2 separate regions of the Arachis hypogaea genome follow, and region 1 is linked to region 2. A link is a contact called in public Hi-C data. All regions are on one chromosome and are shown on one strand. Each heading gives the region's core, a stretch centred on a gene start, on an enhancer-like site or on the middle of the called end of the contact. The rest is flanking DNA. Distances are from core to core; before and after follow the strand shown. Region 1 has its middle 13 kb from the start of LOC112701873. Region 2 holds the start of LOC112701871 (receptor-like protein 6).

Region 1 (5,535 bases), core at 693-3,192, 75 kb after region 2:
AAAGCCATAGAGCGGAAAAAGGCAGAGAGTGCAAAATTAAAAGAAAAAGCCATAGATGTCTTAGAGTCCTTTGTACATCTGTGTTGTGTTTCATGATTCTGTGGGAATCCCCTTGTAAGTTAGGTTAGCACTTTACAATTTGTAATCTGGATGATTATAGTGAAATTCCATCGTTGTTGTGATGGAGACTGGATGTAGGCTGCACTGCACTTAGCAGCTGAACCAGGATATATCTGGGTGTAATCTTCTCTCTCTCTTCCTACTTCAATTCTGTTTTTACTGTTCAGATGAAAAATAAAAAATGTCTCGTGTCAAGTGACGAGACAAAATGAAAATGTCTCTTGGCTAGGGACGAGCTAAAAACAGAAAAGTTTCTTCTAAGTCCAGCAAGTGTTAGCAAGCGAAAAAGGGCTAAGATTCAACCCCCCTTCTCTTAGCCACTGAAACCATCAGAAATAAATAAAGGCACTAATCATCACTAATCAGTAATCATTAGAAAATCCACAAGCAACCAACAATATATCATCAAGCAACAACATCATCATCGTTTCAGAAAATCAGCAATTTAGAATAAGCAAACATCAACAAAATCAGTATTATTAATTCAGCAACTCATATTAAACCCAAATAACTCATAATTAAACCCAACTCCAATTCAAAATCAAAGGCACCAATCATCACTGATCAATAACCATCAGAGAATCAACAAGAATCCAACAACATATCAGTAACAATATCATCATCATTTCAAAAAATCATTCTAGAATCATAAATCAACCATCAACAAGATTATTCCAGTTTCATAAAATAAGTAAGAGACCATGTACTCATTCACAATTTTAGACATAATGAAAATTTTGATGCCAAATGTAATTATATTTGTCCTGCATCTGTCTGCTTTCGAGTGAAGTGATTTGCAAATATGAAGACTGGGTCCTGCATCAACACTCAGAGTGCTTACTGCTTACCGGCGGCGAGGAGGAAGGAGAGTGATGGCGACGACAGAGGAAACGGCCACACCGGCAAACAGAGAGAGAGCGCTTGAACAGAGGAGATGGCGCGAAGGCCATAGAGCTTCCAAACGATGGTGAGGGAGCTTCCTACGACGGCGACACAGCTTCCTAGGACGGCGACGGAGCTTCCACGGCGCGACACCGACGAACAGAGGAGAGGAGATGCGGTGGCTGTGGATTCCGCGGGGCTGTGGAGCTGCGGGGGTTGCGGTGGGTGCAGCGGCTGGGTGCAGCGGGGCTGGGGGAGATGCAGTGGCTATGGGTTTCGCTAGGGTTCTTTTCTGTTCTTCCAATTGAGTTTTTGAGAGAGGAGAGGAGTCGATTTAGGGCTTCATTTCGTTTAGGCAATTAGGCGTTTGTTTGTTTTTTTTTTAAGAGCCAAAAAACTGCAAAAAAAACCGAATGATTCTCCCAGTTTACCGGTTAACTGTTGGTTCGACCAGTTTTTTTCTGATTTTTTGTCAGACGGTTTCTGACTTTATCCGGACCAGCTAAGTGACCGGTTCCCAATTTTTTTTGTTGAACCGACCAGTCCAGGTTTTTTGCAATTAACCTATTTTTTAACTAATTGGCTTTATTTGGCTACATTTCTAGTTAGTTAGCAAAATTCTAATAGAAATAATTATATTTTATATTCACAATGTGAATAATCATTTAAAAGAAAGATTGTGATTGCACTGTTAAACGTTTTATACATTAAAATTACACTCACATATATAATAATAGTGCATTATTCATTCTAATTAAATAAGTATTTATTATTCCAAGAATTTTAAATAAAATTCTATTATATTTCATTATACTTGTATGCAGTGAGTGTAATTCTAGATAAGATTTGGGTAAAATAGAATCAATTAATCCCATCAAACACGTTACGAAATCTTCAAAGTAAATGGACAATTCTTCTACACGTAGTGGGTTCTACTTTGTTGACTTTGCATGCACTTGTTTTCCACTTTCTTTCTCAATTGTTCATTATTTTCATCACTAATAACTAATCAAATAACATTGTTTTCACGTAGTTTCCAAATTTTCCATTCTGCACTTTTGTCTTCAGCGCGTCTTCACCATTAACAATAATGAATGAGAGAGAAAGAAAAAAAATAGAATAAAACATAGGTACTCCATCAATAATGTAATAAATAGGATATGAAAGTACTAACTAAATTCATTGGCTATGGAACAGAAAGCAACACATTGAAGTGGTTATGGCCCTACAATAAGCAACATTGAACCACCATCAATTCATCCCAGCAAATACGTTCTTAAAGTCTTCAAATAAATGTGCAATTTTTTCCAACCCTTCCTTCAATGCATGCTTGACTATGGGGATTGGGGAGCTTGGGATTACGTTGTCGAAGGGTCGGAATAAAATATTCATTTTGAATAATCTTTGACATATATAAGGAAAAACTGAGTAATATATAAGGAATTAATTTTTAGTTTGTTAATATTAATTAATTTTTTTAGTCAAACTTGATTTCTATTAACTGTGAGCAGGAGTGGGTGACAAATATGTGTAGTCTATTGGGATGTGCTGCTCTACCTGTCAGGTATTTAGGATTTCTCTAGGTACGAATTTTTGGTTGGTGAAGACCTAGAAACTGATCATAGACAAGATGAAAGATAAGCTTAGTTTATGGAAAGTAAAGTCTCTCAACAAAGCTGGAAAGCTAGTTTTCATAAAATCTGTATTTAACAGCTTATCGGTTTACTACCTCAGCCTGTATAAGATGTCAAAGTCGGTGGTAGAAAAGATAATTCAATTACGGAGGAGGTTCTTATGGAGTAAAGAAAATGGGAACCATAGTATACCACTTGTGAAATGGGAGGTGGTGCAAGCTCCGAAAAAGCTAGAGAGTTTGGGGGTGGGAGATGCATTGATTATAAATACGTCATTTTTGTTCATGTGGTGGTGGCGCTTTTTCAAGGAGGATTGCCCGCTGTGAAAGAATGTGGTATGTTCCTGTAATCAGTTGAACCCAAATGTAATGTTGTCAAAACAACCATTATCGACAAGAGGTGACCCATGGAGAGATATCAGCCAGCTTAATATTCGAGAGCAATAGGTGAGAGAGAAGATTATCAATGGTCTATTTATGGAAGTGGAAAATGGAAGACATATCCAATTTTGGGAGGACGATTGGTTACAAAGTGGCTCTTTGAAAGAGAGTTTTTCGAGACTCTTCTCTGTTTCAAATCAAACAGGATCTATAATAGGGGACTGTGGGTTTTGGGATGGGTTAGAGTGGGTATAGAACTTTCAGTGGCGGAGAGATTTATTCTAGCGGGAGTTATTGGAGCTTCTTAATCAACTTCATGACCGGTTACGGATTGTCAGAATATCGGCAAATAGAGACGATACAATTATATGAAAATTTGATAGAACAGGTATTTTTTCTACTAACTCCTTTGTGCAAGTGTTACAGAAAGAGACACTCTCAAAAGACATCACAAGCTACAGTTTCACTAGCACCATTTGGAGAGGATGGGTTCCTCTAAGAGTTGAACTTTTTGCATGGTTTGTCTTAGTAGGCAGGGTTAACACTAAAGAAAGATCGAGTAGGTTAGGAATTATTCATCAAAATGATAATATTTGTGTATTGTATAAAAAAGAGGTAGAATTTGTGCATCATTTATTTCTTGGATATAAGTTTACGTGGCAAGTGTAGTGTGCTTGGTTGACGTGTGTTGATAAGTTTTGGGTTATTTCGGGGACTATCAAAGGACTCTTTGAGAGTTGGATTATTGGAGTGCCTGGTCATAACTCGGAGCATAAGAAGTGGCTGATAAGTTTCTTTGCGATTATTTGGAACATTTGGTTGGAACGAAATAGTAGAGTTTTTCAGAAATCAAAAAAAGGTGTTGATGGAATTATAAACAAATCATTTTTGAGTTACAGGGAATGGTGTGATGTTAATCCGTTTGGTTGTTGATGGCTATGCCGGAGATGACAACGGATTATACCCCCTTCTACTATGTTCATTGTCTTGTGTTTTTTTAGACGTTCCTTGTATTTTTCTGCTCCATTTTCTGTGTTGAGCTTGCTTCGTTCAAAAAAAATATTAATTAATTTTTTAATTCTAAACAAATTATTTTTAAAAGAATTTAAAATTTAGAGTTAAAAATTTATAATTTAACATGATTTATAGTTTAAAATAAATAAAATAATTTTAAAAAATTTAACTGATATTGAGTAAACAAGATTGATTTGCTAATGTTGCTTTGTATAATATATTAGTCAAGGAGAAGGTCTTTTTCTAGATCTATTGGGACAACATCAATTTATCTTAACAAATAAGGGTGTGTTTGGCAAACCTGTTTGAAGAGAAAAAGCACGTTTAAATTTATTAAAAGTTTCAATTATTTGTTTGGCTAACTTTTGATTTGGCAAACGCAGAAGTGATTTTGATGTCAAACCCAAGTTTGCCAGAAGCAATAATTTCTAGCTTCTGCGTTTCACTAACGGGCTTTTAGCCATTTACATTAAACATCTATCTTTTCTTTACCAATTTTATCCTTCGGACATGTTATTGTATTATTTATGGAATTTTTATTATTTCTCTTTATATGAACTCTCTTTTTCTATTATTTATTATTTTTATTTTTTTGTTAAATTTTTATTTGACATTATACACTCTTATAATTGTGATTTTTGTATATTATATTTATTATTATCCTTTCATAATATAATTTATTGATCACATTAGGTAAAGTTTAATTAAACAAAAAAATTACCCATAAATAATAATAATAGTAAAAAACTATAGGTACTAAAAAAGAGTACTAAAAGAACTAAAGATATACTATATAAAATATCATCAAGAACTTTTAGATTTGTTTCCATCTCTACCAGGATAAATATTTAATTTTATTATTTTTAGTATTCTTTTGTATAATTATAATTCTGGTATATACAATTTTTTATTGTAATTTTTTTATAATATAAATTATGATTCCATTAAAAAAAGATAAATTAAATAAAAAATTAATCATAGGTATTAATAAAATTATAAACGTTGGATTCCAAAATAATATTAAGAATTATTGAGAGTATTAAAACAAAAATACGATGTTAAAAAAATACTAAATTAATATTTTCACGTTAATTTTTAAAATTTGAAAAAATATAATATATTTGATTAAATACTCTTATATATATAATTCATATTTCTTATTTTTAATATACAATATATTTTGCTAATTTTTATATGTTATTTTTATTTTAATAAATAAATATTAATTTTATTATAAAATTAATTAATAAAATTATTCAAATATCTAAATTAAAATAACTGGATAATATAAAAAAAATTATTTAAGTTAATGTCTATTTTAGTAATTTTTCATCTAAAAGTGATTTTAAATAGCGTAATCCAAACAATATTTATTTTACTATAATCCATTTTGATATAAAGATAGCCAAACATAAATCACTTCAATACAAATTTATTTTTCATCAAAATCAAGTTTGCAAAATCAATTTTATACAAACTCCTGTTTATAAACTGTAATCCAAACA
Region 2 (6,240 bases), core at 1,683-4,182:
ATAATAAAAATATAACTACAAATTTAGTGAAATTATCGCATCAACAAAGTAATTAAACATGTATTTATTCTAGTTACCAATTACCAAGTTGAAGTAAAAACCGTATTAGTTTGGGCTATTAATGGTTCTATTGCCAAAAGCAAATAATAACACACATCTGTTGTAAAAATAAATAAATAAATAATTTTTTTGAAGGCATGTAATGTGTTGTAATGTCTAATAAAAAACTTGTATGGGAAAATTATTAGCTTGGAAACCTAAGATCAATTTCCCAGTTCAATTATTTTGGACATATCATGCAATAACTTCACTAACACGTTACCAAAAGCCTATCTAAGAAGATGTTGGAAAGTGCAGAGTAGCTGCAACTGCAACTACATTGAAAGTGGTTATGGCCCTACATTACAATAAGCAAGAGTTGAACCACAATATCATACCATCAATTCATCCCAGCAAATACGTTCTTGTTACAAAGTCTTCAAATGTACAACTTTTTCAACCCTTTCCTCAATGCATGCTTGGCTATTAGGATTAGGGAGATAATGTAAATAAATAAAACATTAAAATTATTATTATATTTTAGTCATGTTTTTAACTCTTTCTAAAATTATTTGTCATTTGTATCTTTCGAATTATGTTTTCAGTAATATAAACTTTTGATACCATTTTAGTATATATATATTTTTTTTAACTTCAACCAATAATGGACAAAAATTAAAGAAAGATTTGAAACAGACAATGTATGCATGCAAGGAATAAGGGAGAAAATATGAGATGGGTTGGGTGAAATTTACAAACTTGATCATCACATTATTATATTCCTTGTTACAAATAAAAAGTTTCTTCTTTGTTTTTTTCATTTTAGTTTTGTGTTGATAGGAATAAAGCATTTTAGGGTGCTCTTCGAAAATGGATGAACTTGGGATTACTTCTATTGGAAAACTCGAATCGGATCAGATATGATAAAAAATTTTTAATATCCACAATTTTTAAGCTTAGATTCAATCCGCACATTTGCAGATCGTATCAGATATATTCGCAAAACACGAAAATATTTTTAAAAATTTATTTTTATTAAAAAAAACAATAAAATTCATTTTTTAAAATATGTTTAATTTTAAAATAATATTAAACATAATTTTCTTAAATAATAAATTAGAATAATACAACATATATGATAATTATTAGTTGAAATAAAACATAAAAAGAATATTTACTAATTTATTTTTTTGTTTTTGCAGATACGTGGATATGCGGATATCTACATAAAATTCGCAATCCAATCCTATTAGTGTGCGGATTAGATCCAATCCGATAGCCATATCGGCAATTTTCAGAACAAATTCGAATAAATACCGCGGATATGTGGATCGGATCCAATCCATGAACAACCTTAATTACTTTGTTGAAGGTTGGAATAAAATCTTAAGCTAAGACAAGGTTGTTCATTAATGATTATATTTCTAAACGAATCGAAATAAGTTTAGATTTGAAAAAAAAACTAACTAAACAACCACACATGAACAAGTTCAGCAAATTCAAGCGAAACGAAACCAAATGATCATATTTTCACCATCTAACAATTTTAAACTATTAATTTTATATGACAACTACACATGAATTTTTACCACAAATTAATCCCGCCATAGACGTTACAAAATCTTCAAAGTAAATGGTCATTTCTTCTACACATAGTGGGTTCTACTTTGTTGACTTTGCATGCGCTTGTTTTCTGCGCGTCTTCACCATTAACAATAATGAATGAGAGAGAAAGAAAAAAAATAAAATAAAACAGAATAGAATAAAATGTAATAAATTTACAATTCCGAATGTAAACAAAAATAAATTGGATATAAATAGAGACGGGATCTTGAATCTATTTTATCCAAAGGATATATATTTCCAATTTAATTTTCTTATTAACATAATAGAATATATTAGTAGATGATTACTATATAAGAAAATTTGCATTAAAAACACATTATTTTTTAAATTTTCACCCTTAATTTCATTTCCATCTCTATAACAAATCCTATGTTACTTTTTCAAACAAATTGTAATTGAATTATATTCTCAATGAATATTTTAAAAACCTCTAATATAAATAAAGTTAGTGAATACTCAATTAGCTAGTCATTGTCATGAAAGACCAATGGTTCCTAACAAAAAATAATTGACAAAGCGGCTTTAATTATCTAATTTTTTTTACACATATTGATTCTTTTTCACAGCTAAAATGATATCGTTTTGAGAAAATGGATATTTACATTAATAAATCAATGCCTTAAAAATTAAATTTAAAGAAAAAAGCACTAAAGTCAAGCTTTTTTTGGTCAAGCTTCACACCAATGCATGGTGGATAACTGGATATTGTGAGTGTGGTTCGAATATTTTTTTTTTCTTATGAGAGGAGGTGGGGTTTTTTTTTTCTTTTGTCTTTTGGTCCTTAGAGGAGGTGTAAAAGTTAATTAGCTTAAATTATTTAATCATGACAAAAATATTTAATTGTTTATTCGTTTTTATTTTGGTGACTGAATATTTGTTTATTCTTGTTGTAATTAATTAAGGATCCCGCTAAAGAGACAATGGATTATTTGTACAATGTGTATAATGGGCTATTGAGTTACAAAATGAACATCTCTCATACTATCTAGAATAACCATCCGAGTACTAGCGATAATAAACATCTTCTCAAAAGTATAAACTGATTTTGGGGTGCATGATACCACTCATCCCAAAAGCTCCAACTAATGGGAAAAGGTAATACTAATGATTATATCTCTAATACTCTCAAAACTTCCATTGTCCGCATTGTATAAATATTTCATTGGCTCCTCATACTTTCCCATTAATTAATTATACTCAAAGTAGTATATTTTGCTTCTTTATGGCGTATTTCACTGATTATAATTACAAGAAGAAAATTTAAAAAAAAAAGGAGTCAAGTTTCTTACTCCATGACTCACAGACCACAGGTATCATACCCAAAAAGAAATAGAAAACAACAACAAAAATAGAGAGAAATTATACAAGCCTCTCACTCCAACTAATTTCTCATTTGACTCATTCATAGGCTAATCAATATTCTGTCCAAAGAAAAAAGACTAATCAAATGGAATTATTTCTTAACATGGACCTGGATCGTGCCCCTTTTGTCATGAACTTCTTTTTCTTCCCATGTCCATTGATTTCCACATATAATACCAATATTGACCTTAGTTTTAGCTTGGTGAGTCAAGCTAAGTTCATCCACAAATGCCTTCTATCATGGAAATAAAATTATCTGGGTCTCGGGTTAGAAGAAAACTAAACTTAAATTATGAATTATTCTTGGACATTGATAGATTGAAGTAGTATGAATATTATTGGTAGCTGTAGCTTTTAATATAGAAATCATGCATTGGCTGGGTGTAATTCCAGCTAAAAAAATATCTATAAATAGATGGATCCTAGTTGATGAGTGACATACCAATACCATTTTCAAGTAAGACATATATACATAAAATAAGCAAAAGCTTGAATAAAAAATCAATGGGGTATTTGATGTTGTTGGTTGTTAGAGTGGTATTGTGTGTGCATATGTTTATGATGTTCCATTTTGCATGTTTGTCTTCGCATCTATGCCATTCCCAAGACAGCTCTGCCTTGCTTCACTTTAAGACCCATTTCATTTTTAACACTTCCTTTTTTGAATATTCTGATGACGATGACTATGACTATGAGTATGAATGCCCCCATGTTTATCCAAAGATGAGTACGTGGGAGAATGGGACAGATTGCTGCTCATGGATGGGTGTCACGTGCCACTCTGTGTCTGGTCACGTGATTGGCCTCGATCTCAGTTATGGTGCACTTGTAGGTAATATTCATCCCAATAGCACTCTTTTTCATCTTACTCATCTCCAAACACTCAGCCTTGCATTCAATGATTTTGATGGTTCTCAATTGCCTTCTCAGTTTGAAAGGCTTGTGAGTCTCATACACTTGAATTTATCCAGTTGTGGGTTTGAAGGTGATATTCCTTCTCAAATCTCACACCTTTCCAAATTACAATTACTTGATCTCTCTTGGAATAATGATTTGAAGTGGAAAGAAACAAGTTGGAAAAGAATGTTGCAAAATGCAACAGCTTTGCGTGAAATTGTATTGGATGATACAAACATGTCTTCCATTAGCTTAACACCAAACCCTTTGTCCAATTGGTCTTTCTCTTTCTCTTTGGTTACTCTTAGTCTTGTTTCTACTGAAATAAGGGGATACTTGACAAGTCACATTCTCTGTTTACCCAATCTTTATGAGCTCAAGTTATCTGGAAATGAAAACATTCAAGTCCATGTTCCAAAGTTGAATTGCAGTACTTCTCTTAGTTTTTTGGATCTTTCATCGTGTCAATTCCCAGAATCAAAAATCCCTGATTCCTTTTCTAACCTCACACAGCTAACTTTTTTGGACTTGTCTGAAAATGTATTCAATGGTTCAATCCCATCATGGCTCTCAAACCTTCAGCATCTCACTTACTTGGACCTTTCAGAGAATGCATTCACTGGTTCGTTCCCATCATTTCTTTCAAACCTTCATCATCTTGTTTACTTGGATCTTTCACAGAATACACTTAGTGGTCAAATTCCAAATGTGTTTGATAGGCTAACCAATTTGCAATCCCTTTGCCTTTCGTATAATAATTTCCAAAGGAAGTTGCCATCCTCATTATTTGCCTTAACTCAACTCTCTTTCTTGGGTTGTTCTAATAATGAAATTGAGGGACCACTACCTGACAAAGTAGCCTTTTTAAATCTCAGTACACTAGACCTAAGAGGCAACTTATTAAATGGGACAATTCCTCAGTGGGCCTTATCCCTCAAGTCTTTGAGATCCTTATATCTATCAAATAACAGATTCAGAGGGCACATAAGTGAAATTACATCTTATTCCTTGGAGTATTTAGACTTGTGCAACAATGAGCTTCAAGGAAATTTTCCAGAATCGATTTTCCATATTGTCAACCTTACTGATTTGTGCTTGTCTTCAGATAACTGGAGCGGTATTGTCCACTTCCCACTCTTCTCTGAGCTTCAAAACTTGGAGTATCTTTTCCTTTCAGGTTGTACTTCATTATTGCTAAAATCTGAAACTAGTGTTAATCACACTTTCTCCAATTTGAGGGCACTGCAGTTGCTTTCTAGCAACATTACTGGTTGGTCGGAATTCTCAGGAAAATTTCCAAATTTAGAGGATCTGGAATTGTACAACAATAGTCTTCAGGAAAAAGTGCCCAAATGGATACATGGTATTGATTCATTACGTTATTTGAATCTCTCACACAACAATTTTACATTGATGGACCATTTCCCATGGTATCCACTTGAAATCCTTGATCTTAGTTTCAACTCGATGGCTGATGACATTTCTTCCTTCTTTTGTAATGCAACCTCTCTGTACATTGTCAACTTGTCCCACAACAAATTCACAGGAACATTTCCACAGTGCCTTGCCAATACCTCATCCCTTGGAGATTTGGATCTACAAATGAACAAACTTCATGGAACTTTGCCAGATACCTTTCTGGATCTTAATACACTGAATCTCAATGGCAACAATTTCGAAGGTCTATTGCCGAAATCTTTGTCCAAATGCTCAGGACTTGTGGATTTGGATCTCGGTAACAATCAATTTGAGGACACATTTCCCAATTGGCTTCAGAATCTATCAAATTTGGAAATACTGGTCTTACGAGGCAATAAGTTGTACGGTCAGATTGTAAATTTGAAATGTGAAAAGATATTTGCAAGTTTGATTATTTTTGACATATCATGCAATAACTTTAGCGGCTCATTACCAAAAGCATACATACAAAATTTTCGAGCCATGAAGATTGTTCATGATGTGCAAAGCCCTTTGTCTTATATTGAACAATATGAGTTTGGTATTGGCGACAAAAATGAAGCATATGACAGTTCTATGGTTGCAACAATTAAAAGAGTCAGTCTTACTTTTACGAAAATTCCAAATACCTTTGCAATAATCGATTTGTCAGAAAACAAATTTGAAGGAGAGATTCCAGATGTTATTGGAGAGCTTCATAGACTCAAAAGCCTCAACCTTTCATATAACAACCTCATTGGTCCTATTCCCCCCTCTTTGGGAAATTTGACAAACCTTGAATCATTGGACCTCTCCTCAAATATGCTTGATGGGAATATTCCTGCTGAATTGACCAATCTGAACTTTCTTGAGTCCTTG

The links. A called contact is a pair of places that touch in the nucleus more often than the background predicts.
Region 1: a Hi-C map of leaf shows a contact between it and region 2, with 1.6 times the contacts expected there. The contact joins the enhancer-like site here to the promoter of LOC112701871 in region 2. A contact is called at or near these places in 2 of 8 Hi-C or Micro-C datasets (both in leaf).

Annotation. Positions count from the first base shown.
Region 1 is chr7:2,120,394-2,125,928 of arahy.Tifrunner.gnm2.J5K5, forward strand. No RefSeq gene overlaps it. Among protein-coding and RNA genes, the nearest start is that of LOC112701873, 13 kb to the right of the region's middle. Within about 2 kb of position 1,943, at least 1 of the 3 cell types and tissues checked has open chromatin away from gene starts, as enhancers often do.
Region 2 is chr7:2,044,742-2,050,981 of arahy.Tifrunner.gnm2.J5K5, forward strand. LOC112701871 (receptor-like protein 6) reads left to right here and starts at 2,933. Exons shown (of 1, transcript XM_025752651.3): 1 at 2,933-6,240. The coding sequence starts at 3,457.